Linked DNA regions of Rattus norvegicus: region 1 is linked to region 2. Evidence: chromatin contacts called from public Hi-C data. All regions are on one chromosome and are shown on one strand. The core of a region is the stretch at or near the end of the contact, and the rest is flanking DNA. Distances in the headings are between cores, read along the strand shown.

Region 1 (7,216 bases), core at 3,102-5,601, 170 kb after region 2:
CAGTGAGAAGACAAGGAGGCATCCAGACTTGATCGACTGACTGGTCGGGAGGTTTGACTAAGGAGGGACTGAGTCGCAGAAACACAGAAGCGAGGTTGCGGGAACTGGAGGAGGGTGCTGAGCCAATCGGGACAGAGGAGGGGAAACCAAGAGCCGTGCGTGATCTGGATGTGAGGGAATAGGCTTTTCTTGGGTCACAGACCTGGACGAAGAACAACGGTGGGATGGGGTAGGTGCTTAAGCTGAGAGGTGTGGCAAGGCTGTGGATGTTGAGCCACCTGGGTCAAGGACACAGGATCTTGGCTTTGTAGGTCTTCCCTGACCATGAGGGAGGGATCCTCCACCTTTTCTACCTTAGCCTAGGGAAGTTATTCTCCTATGTGGCCTTGTGCTGGAGCCTGGTGGCTGCTAAGAGTTCCTTGGACTAAGCTTTATGCAGCCCCGTTGCCTCTGTTCTCGTAGTCTCCTCTGCCTGGAGCATCCTTTCTTTAGGGCTTTGTATGCCGGCTTCCCTTCTTCCTCAGCTCTCATAAAGCTTTATATATTCTGTTTAATGTTTATTTCCACGAAACATCCATAAGAACAACATTTATGTGTATAAATCGTCTGTCTCGCGCTGCAAAGATTAAATGCCCGATAAAAGCAGCTTCTGGAAGGAAGAGCTTATTTTGGTCCACAGTTTGAAAGCTCGCGGTGTGGGACTGGGTAGTGGGGCTGGGGAGGGGCACTGGGAGGGAGGCATAAGGGTAGGGACATGAGGCAACTGGTCACATTACATACCCGGGCAGGAAGCAGTGTCTTTGTGCTTACTTCACATTCCCCTTTTACTCCAGCCCATGGACTTAAGGCGAGTCTTATTACCGCTATCAACCCAATGAACATATCCCTCTCAGCCATGCCTAGAGGCTAGCTTAATATAGATAATTCCTTACGGGCCTTCCCAGAGGTGACTCCAGAACCTATCAAGTCATAACTCCCTAAAATCTTTGATTCTCTGGATGCCTATGAAACTGTTTCATTTTGAGATGGTTTATACAGTCATTTTTCTCTTTTCGGTGTGTGTCCCTGTATCAGAAGATCCAGCAGGTTGAGAGAATAGAAGCAGAAAGGCATGTGGCCCCCGCCCTCACTGAGCACCTCAGTAGTCTCAACCAGAAGTTCCTTTTTGCAGCCTCCTGTTGGGGTTGTGGTTCACACCTCTCACTGCCCAGAGCAGAAACAGGCTGCTGATAGGAGAGTGAACTTCTTGTGTCTTCAAGGGTAGATGATGACTCTTTACGTTGAAGCTGTGCTTACCTTGAAGATGGGGTTTCCAGGAGGGTAAGTTGAGGTTAGATAAGGTCAGAAATGTTCTGGATTTCAGTCTAAATATTTAGACCCCCCCCCCTTGGAAAATGGAAAATTCTCAAGGAGATGGTCACCTTTGCTTATTAGAAGTGTCATGCAGTTCTTAGAGACTCTAGGGAAATTGGACAAGGTGTCACCCAGTGGGAACAGGTAGGAGGTGACTGAGTATTGTCTCGGTAGGAGACTAGAAAGATTATAACCAAGGCCACGTGACTAGCACGCGAGTTCACATCGAAGGCCATGTCCAACTATTTGAAAGAGTCCTCGAAACCACACGCACCAGAATTTAAGAACACTCCGTGAGGTGGGAAGATCTGGAGTAGCCCGCCTATGTTTATAAACATTTTGAGAGTTCCGACGTTCCAGTGCAAGCCTGTGAGCTATTTGCTTTCCGTGAAGTGGTTCTCCAGCATGTAAGTGTAAGCTAACTATGGCTTAAAAGCATCGGAAGGCTAAGTGGGTTGAGAATAAGACAAAGAGATTTTTCACAGAGGCATAGAGACCTCAGCTACCAATGAAATGCTGGACCTGCCTTGCTCACAGTGGTAAAGCTCAGCAAATCTACTTCCGTTTACAATGCTTTTCTAGTAGACTACTTGCCCATCTTAGCACAACTCTTTTCTAAGTGTGAACGTATACGCCATCTCCTTGGGGTCCGGTCGTTGTTTGTGTGTATTCTCACCATCTTTGTAGACCCACAAGCGATACAATCTTCCAAGCCCCTGAACTTGCCGTCTTGTTGGCTAGAGAGAAGCCAGAGAAGACTCCGGTGACCTGGCTTCCACAAAATGGCTGCAGGGAGTTCAACTACTGTTCGGTTAGTGAGAGTAAACTCACTTTCCAAAACTCTGATGTTGAGACAGTGTACACCGTTTACGCCATCAACATCCTTCTGGTTGAGGTTCTGAGCTGGACTCTAGGGCCTCGCGAATGCTGGATAAGCGATCTGACTTCCGGTATGCTTCAACTCTCCGCGTTTGATCCCACTTCATTATCCGCATGCTTACGATTGCAGTGGGGTCACCGTCACAGCTTTAACTAGGTTTAGCTAAATGTCTAGAAACCAACATTTACAAAGTACCTCTCAGTCTGCGTTAGCGTTCTGTTAATGCGGAGATCCTTGAGAAAATTATTGTAGAGTGTGAAAAATTGATCACTGTTTGGAGATCATGTCTGAAATAGGTTGGCTCCATTCCTCTGGACACGTGGCAATACATTCAGGGAGCACAAGACAGAACGAAAATCTTCTCATCTTTTGGTTAAGATATCAAAAAGGAGAGGCGAAGGGAGACAGCCACACAGTGCCTTTTAGGGTTACGCTTCCAACCTCCCAAAGGCCTCCTCTATACCCTAACCCCCTAAAGACTGCAGCATCTCCCCATAGTGCCACACTAGGGACCAGGCCTTCAACACAGAGACCTGAGGGTTGCCAAGATCTGATGTATAGCAGCGTCAAAATTCATCTATACATTCCACTACATAGGCACCATCCAAGACTGCTCATGCAATCTCTTCTTTCCAGTCATGGCACTGGCCTTGGAAATGATGGGTTTGATCTTTTAATGGGCAATCATTGACTATATAAGTAATATATATATATATTGACTATATATATTACTTATATAGTCAATGATTGTAACTAGCCTGTTGGCTTTCACTTTTTGTCATTTATAATTATAATTTTAAAAAAATCTACATTTATTTGTAAAGTTTTACCTGAGGGTATAAAAGGCTTCTCATCCTCTATTAAGATGGCGATGGCTTTATGTGGAAGTGAACTGAGCCATGCTGAATTCACTGCTTACTAGGGTCATCTAAATGACGACAGCTGGAAGAAAGAAGTTATGCTCATAGCAGACATCTTTTTCCTCATCTGGTAAGTCTAATAATACTTGACGAGATGTTAAGTAATGAACAAGCTAATTGTCCAACTAAGAGCTCAAGAGAACTATACTCCTAATGTTTTATTTCATGTCTTAAATGTACTTTGGGTAACCATTATTGATTTGTATGTTCCAAATGGTTACAGCTACAGAATCTTCATAGCATAACAATTGGATTTGGCTTTCTTGAGGTTGTGAATCTGATGAAAATGAGAAGCTTGTGGCCCTAGGAAAAGGCACCAGTTCTGCTAAATTCTACTAAATTATGTAGAATTCAACTAATTCTACATCAAGTTCCAGGGATACACGTCTCTTTAGAACTCTTAGTTACAGAAAACTTAAACCATTTACTATAATTAAGCCAATTTTCCTATGCTTTGAAAAAAAGGTCTACAAATCATTCTTTTTACATTTAATATTTTACATTACAGGGTCTTCTGAGTCCAAGTCTGGCCTTGAACTTGCCATGTAGTTGAAGGTGACCTTGAGCTTCTGATCTTCCCGGCTGCATCTCCTGGCTAGGACTGCAGGGGAGTGCACCGTCCTTAGTTAGGAAGTGCTGGGGATCAAGCTTATGGCTTCATGAATGCCATGAGAACGCTCTACCAACTGTTACTTTCTGAGCCCATACACTACTTTTATAAATGTTCTTGGATCAAGACATTCAGACATTTTAATTCATACCAAGCAGCTGCATCTGTAGGAATAGCTTATGCTATGTCTTCAGAAATGTTTTCTAACGGCTGCAGTCTATGTTGGGCCAGGTTTGTTAATCAGTCACCAACACGGGTATGTTAATAGTTACTGTTTTTAAAGCAAGAACAGTTTACATGCAATATTAATGTTTTATTATTTACTATTATTAACACATAAACATTACCCTTTCCTTTGTGTTTATTTCCTTATATTTATCGAAGAGCGAGCTATCCTGAAAAGTTTGAAGGTTGAGTGGCTTGAAGAAATCGACAGGAAAACTGTTACCCTTGCTATAGTTTGAGAAACATCGTTAATAGCGTACTTCTTTCACAGTCCAAGAAACTATTTCCCAGGGACAGAGTGTCCCCTGTGGTCATGGAGAGAAGGCAGATTTAAACGAGATGTCGAGGCTGGACTCAAGGCGTGTCCCAACAGCAATGCGCACGTCTCCCGTTACACGTAGTGCAGTGCCGACTGTGGCTGTATCTTGAATATGCAGCTGCCCCGTTGTGCTATTTGCTGCCTGTCCATTCTCAAGGTCTGTCAAAAAGATCACACTAGAATGCTTGCTCCTTTGGGATGGAATCGTCGTCCACTGGGAATAAACTTCTCAAACAAAACACATCTGTTTTTCCAGTGTCTTGTTTCCCTCTCTGCTCATGAAGGGTTTAAGCTAGAAATCCAATGGCTGATTCTGAGGCTGACCTTCCACAGCCCATGGAAAACATTCAGAGGTCCTCAGCTAATGCTGCTTTCTCCTCGGGCAGTCCCAAACTGCTAGCCTCTGTAACAGAAGGGTTGGCACTGATCTCCGAGTTTAATGGGGATTTTGACCAAAGCTCTCACACAGAAGATAGCTGAGCTATTCCAGGCCTGGAGTTAAATCAGGCAAGAAAGCAGACAGCCATTCCCGTACACCCGGCCCTCTACCATGCTATCTCTAGAATTTTTACAGCTTTTGACCTGAACACAGGATATATTCAACCCGATTCAATTTCCTTTCAATTTCTCCTCTCTGTAGAAGATGAGCCGAGTACAGCCGACGATATGGATTCAACATAAAATGAACGTGTTCTAAGACCTCGTTTGCTCCCTGCTTGGAAAGTACAATTACTGATGCGACTCAGGCTGGGCAGATAGCGATCTACTGAGGACATCGGGGCCAGTTCTGCGCACGGCTTTCATTCGTAGCGTCTACCTAGAAAGCAGATAGGGAAAGACGTTCCCACAAATTCTGGGTCCGGAGTGATTTATCTGGAAGGCGCATTGCTGGTTTTGGAATGCGTACTGTGTCTTTGTGCTTTAATCCAATTTCACACTTAATGGTTTCGAGTGTATTTTAGTGTATTTTATTCTTCTCCACTAGAGGGAACCAGAGGAACTAGACATTGCAGCCAACAAGATTAATTTGTTGTCAGTAACAGAGAAGTTCCCAAGGGTTCTCAAAGTGGACTGACCTCCAGAAACACTGGGAGAATACTTTTTGTTTTATAACTTATTCTCATTAAAGGTTAACTATTTTAAGAGAATTTTTGTGTTTATAGAAATAATTTAAACATAAAAGGTGTTGTTTTTAAAAAAAGACAAAACCCATAGATTTTTAGGTCCGCATTCTAGTCCATAAGACCCACGGCGCCGGGGATGAAGCCTGGATGAACCTTAGTGGAGATTTTGTTTTGGTAAAAACCCACTCTGCCAGGTAAATGGGAAGGCCAAGAAGGACCAAAGCAACTGAACATTTTAACTCTGTAAAGCAGGACGTAAGAACAGACGCTCACAGAGGTTCAGCGAGCGTAACCACGGACACCTGGAGACTGTCAGGCTTTAGAATATGAGTCATGTGTTTTTCCAATTGAACAACCCCGATTATTATTTAGAATCCATGTGATTTACTCAGAGGAAGAATCCAAAACTATCTTTTGAGGAAGACTTCCAGCTCTACAAGTCGAAATTCAGGGAGCCCCGAAGTCAGAAAACAGGGCGTTGGTTCTGAAACAAGAATTTTTACAGGAGATCCAGTGAGTTCTGTGGTATTCTATACAGGCACAGAACAAAAATAAATGCCCTCAATCCAGCTGCCGTGGACCACAGATGTTTCCATCCTGTCAGACACATCTGGCAAACTGGCCCAGAGACAAGAACTGGAATTACATGAAGAAAAGAGGCTACAGGATTGTCACGAGGGAGAGCTTAACACATTCAATTCCTGTAAAAGGCAGGGAAAAAAATGGAGATACTGACTTATGCAGAAGTTTATTTGATAATAAACTCTCTCTTTCCCTCTCTCTAGTTTAAGAAACATTGGGCGGTCCCTGTGTATAAAACTTGCAGCAGTGTAGAAAATTATGAACTTGTTTATTTGTTTAAACAAACACCAAAGATAACCAAAAGCTATATGATATCAGCTACTCTTTCTAAGAGGTGCAGGAATGGATTGCTGTGTGAACAGAGGTTGGGGCGACGTGGAGTGCTAGTGACTTCTGCCTCCTGCCCGAAGCTAGAAGGACAGGATCTGAGAGCTCCTAAACTATGCAGGTATTTTTGAGGGCAGGCTCCTTCAGCTAATGCATCTTTTCCTTTACGCAGCTAAAAATTCTTAGAGAAAGCTAAACAGGCCTAGAGGTGCTCAAAGCACCACAGTTAGTCTTCACTACGATGGGATCTGGACCTATCCATGAGTTCATGTTTGTGATATATATAAAGTTGGACCAGACACGTGATCTATAGACTTGGATTCAGCATGTCTTAGAATGCAACTGACTTCTTTCCTGAAATATGGCCTTAAACTGAATGTGCTTAAGAACATAGTTTCTAACTGAGCATGCTCAGATATGTGCTTTCCCCAAAAGTGCTTTTTTTTGTAAATAGTTAGCATTTATTTGTTTATTTTTAAAAATTATTTTATTTACATTCCAGTCATTGTTCCCCAGTTCCCCCTCCCACAGTTCCTTATCCCATTCCCCCTTCCCCTTGGCTTCAAGAGTGTGCTCCCCACCATGCCCACCCTGCACATACTGATTAAGTACATCTTCTCCCACTGAGGCCAGACCAGGCAGTCAACTGCTACATATCTGTCAGAGGCTTCGGACCAGCCTGTCTATGGTACCTTGTTGGTGACTCAGCCTCTGAGAGCTCCCAGGGGTCCAGGTTAGTTGACACTGTTGGTCTTCCTATGGGGTTGACTCCAGTCCAATGGTTGGGTGTATCTGCACTATCTTAGTCAGCTGCTGGTAGGGGCTCTCAGAGGACAGCTGCTGTCTGCAAGCACACATTAACATTAATAATAGTGT
Region 2 (6,946 bases), core at 279-2,778:
CAGAGTGTTTGCTGTCTCTTTTCACCAGTGGACTTCTGAGCTGAGCCCCCTGACTCCCTTGATAGAGCACAGCTCTTCCTAGGCGAGACCACAAAACCCTGCTCTCTGCTTGTTTGCTTTCGACCTTGACACAGGTTCTTGCTATGTATCGCAAGATGCTCTGGAATTTGACATGATGCTCAGGCTGGCCTCAAAGTCAAGCCACCCCAGCCTCCCTGGCACTCGGATGGCTCAGTATCTCTCAGGATCAGTGGTCGGTGATTAACATGATTCATTTGAGCCAAGTATGGTGACACCTGCCTGTAATCCTAGCCCTTCAGAGACTGGGGCAGGAGAGTTGCTGTGAGTTTTAAGGGCTCCATGGCATAACTATCTCAAAAAGCAAAACAAAACAGAAAACAAACAAAAAAGCAACCAACAAGCAGAAAGGGGGAACTAATCTGTAAGTTGACAGTGCAGTCTAATGCATGGCCACGTTAACAGATTGTTCTTAGTTCTCATACTGTACGTACAATCCCACATCCTTGTATGCACCAAAAGGATGTTGACTATTAAGTGGTGAAGACTTGGCTTTAAAAATTTAATATGAGTTAAAACTAATTATTTCAATAAAAACACTGAAAACGGTAAAATTCCCTTATTCTAATGCGAAATTTAAATTTGAAATTATAGTTTAATAAACACAACCACAAAACACAGATTTTACTTTCCATTTTCATTTAGCATTATTCAAAAATACTTTCCCATTGTCTATTGATTGCTAATACGGTTGAACTGAAAACAGAATATCTTACAATGAGTTTCTTTATGACCTGGTCTCGTTCTGTAAGCAGGGATTTTAGCTCTGCAATCATCTGTAGGTCTTCTGGCCTCGATTCTCTCATTAGATACTTCTCCTCCATATCTTCTAGTCTACAAACAAGAAAACTTTATCTCACCAATACAACCCAGACAACATCCTGCTGTAAGAAATACCTACATCCTTCAATCAGTCCAGTTAAACACGCACAGATTTACCATCAGACTTGCGAGTATGATCATGGGATTGCCTGGAGAGCCATTAAGTGCTCCATGGGTCATGTCTGGGAGGACTTATCTACGTTAGGTCGTGTGTGAAGGAGGGGAGGTGAGCTTCTAAGGAGCTGAGAAGCCAGATGACACAAACTCCACAAACTCAGGTCGGGTACTATTGGGGTGATTCCCGGAAACACAGAGCTGTGTGGTGACCCACATAACATATATAAGGAACAAGAGAAAGATACCAAGGAAGGGGGAGCAGAAGACACACATGAAGGACACCCCTCATCTTAGTTTGTAGGGAACACACTTTTAAATCCTACATTCTCAATCCATAAGGACACATTGTTCAAGGCTCATCAGGGAAGAAAATAATCACGTTTTCCTGTAGGCCAACTTATCCAGTGGTATTTATATACAGTGCAGTGTAGTTATGCACACACTGGGAAGAATATACTAAGGGAGAAAGAAACAAAAAAAGTTTAAGGGCAATGTGCTGAGGTAGCCACAAGATGTCACTAGAGAGCTGCCTTTGTGGTTAGAAGACACATGGACCGGGAGCTACTACTTAGGACTGACTGTAAGAACAGCTGACAGAACTTGTAGCCAAACCCACCCGGGATGGAAAGCCTTATTTGTTTTCATTGCAGGACAATGAACAAGTCAATCAAACAGAGTAAACTGAACCTAAAGTAATCATCTCTAGTTTGGGAATCTCCTTTTGTTGTACTGGAAAGCTCTCTCCTGCTCGCTGGTCTTCCCTCAGAGCTTTACTGCCTCTGCCTTCCAAGTACCGGGATCAAAGGGTTCACTGCTGCACTGAGCTGGCTGAAACATTTTTTACCTCCTTCATCAGAAGCTAATTCTCACCACAAAACCTTTCCATCAGCAACAATGTTAATAAAAACTAGATAATAATAAAGACCCAGTGTTGACAAGAAGCGATCTAAGTACAGATAGGAAAGCATTAAAGGAGAGACAAGAGGCCGTTATGAACCAGGTGGAACTTAGAAATATCCAGGGATCTCATTCAGACTTCTAGTAGGAAGGACTTGGTGCCATTCCCACATCCACTTCAAGACAACTTTAGTCAATGGTTTTCCACAGCTGTCTGGGCCGCTCACTACACCAGCACCAGCTGTGCTTCTAAAAGGCTTAGGGCAAAGACTAAGAGACTGAGGGGAGGAGTGCTCAGGTGTGTGTGTATGTGTGTGTGTGTGTGTGTGTGTGTATGTGTGCAAGACAGGGTTTCTTTGTATAGCCTTGGCTGTCCTAGAAATAGTTCTGTAGACCAGGCTGGCCTCAAACTCAACCGAGTTCAGGAGTCCTACATCTGCCTCCTAAATGCTGGGATTATAAAGGTGTACATCACTCCCCCCAGGCTGGTTCTATATTTCTCAAATGACCTTTATGAAATATGCTTTTGACCCGAATTCATAATAGTCAGGTCTGTGAGCATTAATATGATAGCAGGAATCCGGTTTTATTTCCACTGACTTTTCAGATTATCATTAAAACAATACAGAGGTTGAACAGAAAGGAGAAGCAGAACATCTGGAAGTGCCAATCGGGGTTACTGTTGGACTCTCGCCAAGCACTCTTCCCCCCTACCCCGTGTGTGTGTGTGTGTGTGTGTGTGTGTGTGTGTTGTGTTGTGTGTGTTGTGTTGTGTGTGTGTTATGTGTGTGTGTTGTGTGTGTGTGTTGTGTTGTGTGTGTGTGTTATGTGTGTGTGTTGTGTGTGTGTGTTGTGTGTGTGTGTTGTGTTGTGTGTGTGTTGTGTGTGTGTTATGTGTGTGTGTTATGTGTGTGTGTTGTGTGTGTGTTATGTGTGTGTGTGTTGTGTGTGTGTTGTGTGTGTGTTATGTGTGTGTGTTATGTGTGTGTGTTGTGTGTGTGTGTTGTGTGTGTGTTATGTGTGTGTGTTGTGTGTGTGTTATGTGTGTGTGTGTTATATGTGTGTGTGTGTGTGTGTGTGTGTGTGTGTGTGTGTGTGTGTAGTGTGCAGAGGTCAATTGTCCACAGCTCCTAAACAACGCAGTCCTATATTAAACTATGCAGAGAGATTTCCTACGTTATCGCCTACCTCATGATGCCTTATGAGACCCATCTGACAAGACAGTCAATGACTAGAGACTGCAGACCTGAACAGCAGCATCACCAGGACACACGTGGCCCGGAAATGACATTTTATGAATTCTGTTACATAGAAGTAAAATAGAGAACTGAAACATTTTACTGTTGGACTTCTCCTATAACTTTCAAGCAGACTTTGATTTGTGTTAACAAGACCACTACTACTTCTAGATGTCCTCAATGCTTCTGAAAATAGCCTGAATGGTAAGTTAAACAAAAGAAAACAAAACACAAACAAAAAACCAAAAGAACAAACAACTACTAAATCATCGGAGTTTTAGAGGTTAAGAATTCAAAACAGCAATTCTAGCATGGCAGAGTACATCTGTTTAGTTAGGAATTGCTGGTCTACCTAATGTCCATGTGCAGAACTGACATTTCTCTCATAAACAAATGATTTTTTGTTCCTGAGGTACTAGTTTAAAGTAAACCTAAGAAATTAAAAAAAAAAAAAAAACCTCTCTGGGCAGGCGGAGTAATGCACATCTGTAATCTCAACACTTGGGATGTAGGGACGGGTGGGGAAAGCAAGGATTCAAGGCATCATGGACCACTGGAGGCCCTGTTTCAAAAACAACAAATAACAAACCCACAAAAAACACTAATTGCTTCTTATACAATAAATATCTCTGGACCCCAAGCTACTGGGACAGTTTTTATTTCACTTAAATTTTCTTTACCTATAGAAAATGTCAGTTAGGCAAACTTGAGTAGCCTGTTCTCTCATTGATTATCATGTCGGGTTTTTCCCCCCTTTCGGGGTCTTAGCAGTCAGACCAGTGTCGTGTGCTTGCCACGGAAGCACTTAACACTGACATGTTCTAGGCCTTGCTTGTTTTTAAAACAAATGAAATTCAAGACATTTAAAAATTAGATGCAAGGTTTTTGTTTGTTTTTGTTTGTGTTGGTGGTGTTTTGAGACTGGGTTTCTCTGTGTAACATCCATAGCTGGCCTGAAACTTATCTTGTAGACCAGGCTGGCCTCGAATTCATAGAGATCCACCTGCCTCTGCCTCCCCAGCTCTGGGATCAAAGGCATGCACCACTAGACCTGGCTAATGTAAGGTTCTTTTGGGCAAAAGAAGACAATAGTAAGACAATCAAATTTCCACGAAGCACTAGGAGGATCTGAATATCAGCACTAGCGAGTACAATTTCTAAGAGTCATTTCAAAGACACCAAGGCTCTGGCACTATTTCTACATGGCTTTAAACCTGTTCCCCATTCTCCCCAGGAGTTCAACAGGAGTTGGAGCAGAAGGGAGAAGAGAAGCTTCCGGCTACTCCAGGGTTTCCTCAGCACAAGGCTCTGGTCCACAAGCTGACTCATGGACCTCTACAGTCCTTTCTTGGCTCTCTAGTAATTCACTGGGGCTTTCTGAATCTGAAACAGCAAGCTGAGGTGTGGGTAACTGATACCACAGTGGGGCAGCTCCAGGCTGTTCTTACTAATTTCCATTAACTGAGGTGAATGAGAGCTTAAGTTCTCAGTCACACTGCCTACACTTCAAGCAGACCCATAACTGCTCATAGCTACCAGAGTTGGAGGAGCCAATATACAACGATTTTGTTATTGTGTAAAAGCCTGTGGGGCAATACCCGTCAAAATAAGTATGTAGACCCCTTCATGATAAAAGTCCTGGAAAGAATAGGAATTCAAGGCCCATACCTAAACATAGTAAAAGCCATATACAGCAAACCAGTTGCTAACATTAAACTAAATGGAGAGAAACTTGAAGCAATCCCACTAAAATCAGGGACTAGACAAGGCTGCCCACTCTCTCCCTACTTATTCAATATAGTTCTTGAAGTTCTAGCCAGAGCAATCAGACAACAAAAGGAGGTCAAGGGGATACAGATCGGAAAAGAAGAAGTCAAAATATCACTATTTGCAGATGATATGATAGTTTATTCAAGTGATCACAAAAGTTCCACCAGAGAACTACTAAAGCTGATAAACAACTTCAGCAAAGTGGCTGGGTATAAAATTAACTCAAATAAATCAGTAGCCTTCCTCTACACAAAAGAGAAACAAGCCGAGAAAGAAATTAGGGAAACGACACCCTTCATAATAGACCCAAATAATATAAAGTACCTCGGTGTGACTTTAACCAAGCAAGTAAAAGATCTGTACAACAAGAACTTCAAGACACTGAAGAAAGAAATTGAAGAAGACCTCAGAAGATGGAAAGATCTCCCATGCTCATGGATTGGCAGGATTAATATAGTAAAAAGGGCCATTTTACCAAAAGCAATCTACAGATTCAATGCAATCCCCATCAAAATACCAATCAAATTCTTCAAAGAGTTAGAACAATTTGCAAATTCATCTGGAATAACAAAAAACCCAGGATAGCTAAAACTATCCTCAACAATAAAAGGACTTCAGGGGGAATCACTATCCCTGAACTCAAGCAGTATTACAGAGCAATAGTGATAAAAACTGCATGGTATTGGTACAGAGACAGGCAGATAGACCAATGGAATAGAATTTAAGACCCAGAAATGAACCCACATACCTATGGTCACTTGATTTTTGACAAAGGAGCCAAAACCATCCAATGGAAAAAAGATAGCATTTTCAGCAAATGGTGCTGGTTCAACTGGAGGTCAACATGTAGAAGAATGCAGATTGATCCATGCTTATCACCCTGTACAAAGCTTAAGTCCAAGTGGATCAAGGACCTCCACATCAAACCAGATACACTCAAACTAATAGAAGAAAAACTAGGGAAGCATCTGGAACACATGGGCACTGGAAAAAATTTCCTGAACAAAACACCAATGGCTTATGCTCTAAGATCAAGAATCGACAAATGGGATCTCATAAAACTGCAAAGCTTCTGTAAGGCAAAGGACACTGTGGTTAGGACAAATCGGCAACCAACAGATTGGGAAAAGATCTTTACCAATCCTACAACAGATAGAGGCCTTATATCCAAAATATACAAAGAACTCAAGAAGTTAGACCGCAGGGAGACAAATAACCCTATTAAAAAATGGGGTTCAGAGCTAAACAAAGAATTCACACTGAGGAATGCTGAATGGCTGAGAAACACCTAAAGAAATGTTCAACATCTTTAGTCATAAGGGAAATGCAAATCAAAACAACCCTGAGATTTCACCTCACACCAGTGAGAATGGCTAAGATCAAAAACTCAGGTGACAGCAGATGCTGGCGAGGATGCGGAGAAAAAGGAACACTCCTCTATTGTTGGTAGGATTGCAGACTGGTACAACCATTCTGGAAATCAGTCTGGAGGTTCCTCAGAAAATTGGACATTGAACTGCCTGAGGATCCAGCTATACCTCTCTTGGGCATATACCCAAAAGATGCCCCAACATATAAAAAAGACACGTGCTCCACTATGTTCATAGCAGCCTTATTTATAATAGCCAGAAGCTGGAAAGAACCCAGATGCCCTTTAACAGAGGAATGGATACAGAAAATGTGGTACATCTACACAATGGAATATTACTCAGCTATCAAAAACAACGGCTTTATGAAATTCGTAGGCAAATGGTTGGAACTGGAAAATATCATCCTGAGTGAGCTAACCCAATCACAGAAAGACATATATGGTATGCACTCACTGATAAGTGGCTATTAGCCCAAATGCTTGAATTACCCTAGATGCCTAGAACAAATGAAACTCAAGACGGATGATCAAAATGTGAATGCTTCACTCTTTCTCTAAAAGGGGAACAAGAATACCCTTGGCAGGGAAGAGAGAGGCAAAGATTAAAACAGACACAGAAGGAACACCCATTCAGAGCCTGCCCCACATGTGGCCC

Evidence for each region. Hi-C and Micro-C count contacts between places; a contact is called where the count stands out from the background.
Region 1: a Hi-C map of liver shows a contact between it and region 2, with 10 times the contacts expected there. The contact joins two enhancer-like sites. A contact is called at or near these places in 12 of 12 Hi-C or Micro-C datasets (the A7r5 cell line, the Rat2 cell line, Schwann cells and 7 more) and 1 of 1 datasets of contacts at active chromatin or transcription factors (oligodendrocytes).

Annotation. Positions count from the first base shown.
Region 1 is chr20:33,653,975-33,661,190 of GRCr8, forward strand. No RefSeq gene overlaps it. Among named protein-coding and RNA genes, the nearest start is that of Fam184a, 58 kb to the left of the region's middle. Within about 2 kb of position 4,352, at least 7 of the 93 cell types and tissues checked have an H3K27ac peak or open chromatin away from gene starts, as enhancers often do.
Region 2 is chr20:33,484,228-33,491,173 of GRCr8, forward strand. It overlaps Fam184a (family with sequence similarity 184, member A), which reads right to left. Exons shown (of 18, transcript NM_001427095.1): 15 at 795-912. Among named protein-coding and RNA genes, the nearest start is that of Mcm9, 15 kb to the left of the region's middle. Within about 2 kb of position 1,529, at least 1 of the 93 cell types and tissues checked has an H3K27ac peak or open chromatin away from gene starts, as enhancers often do.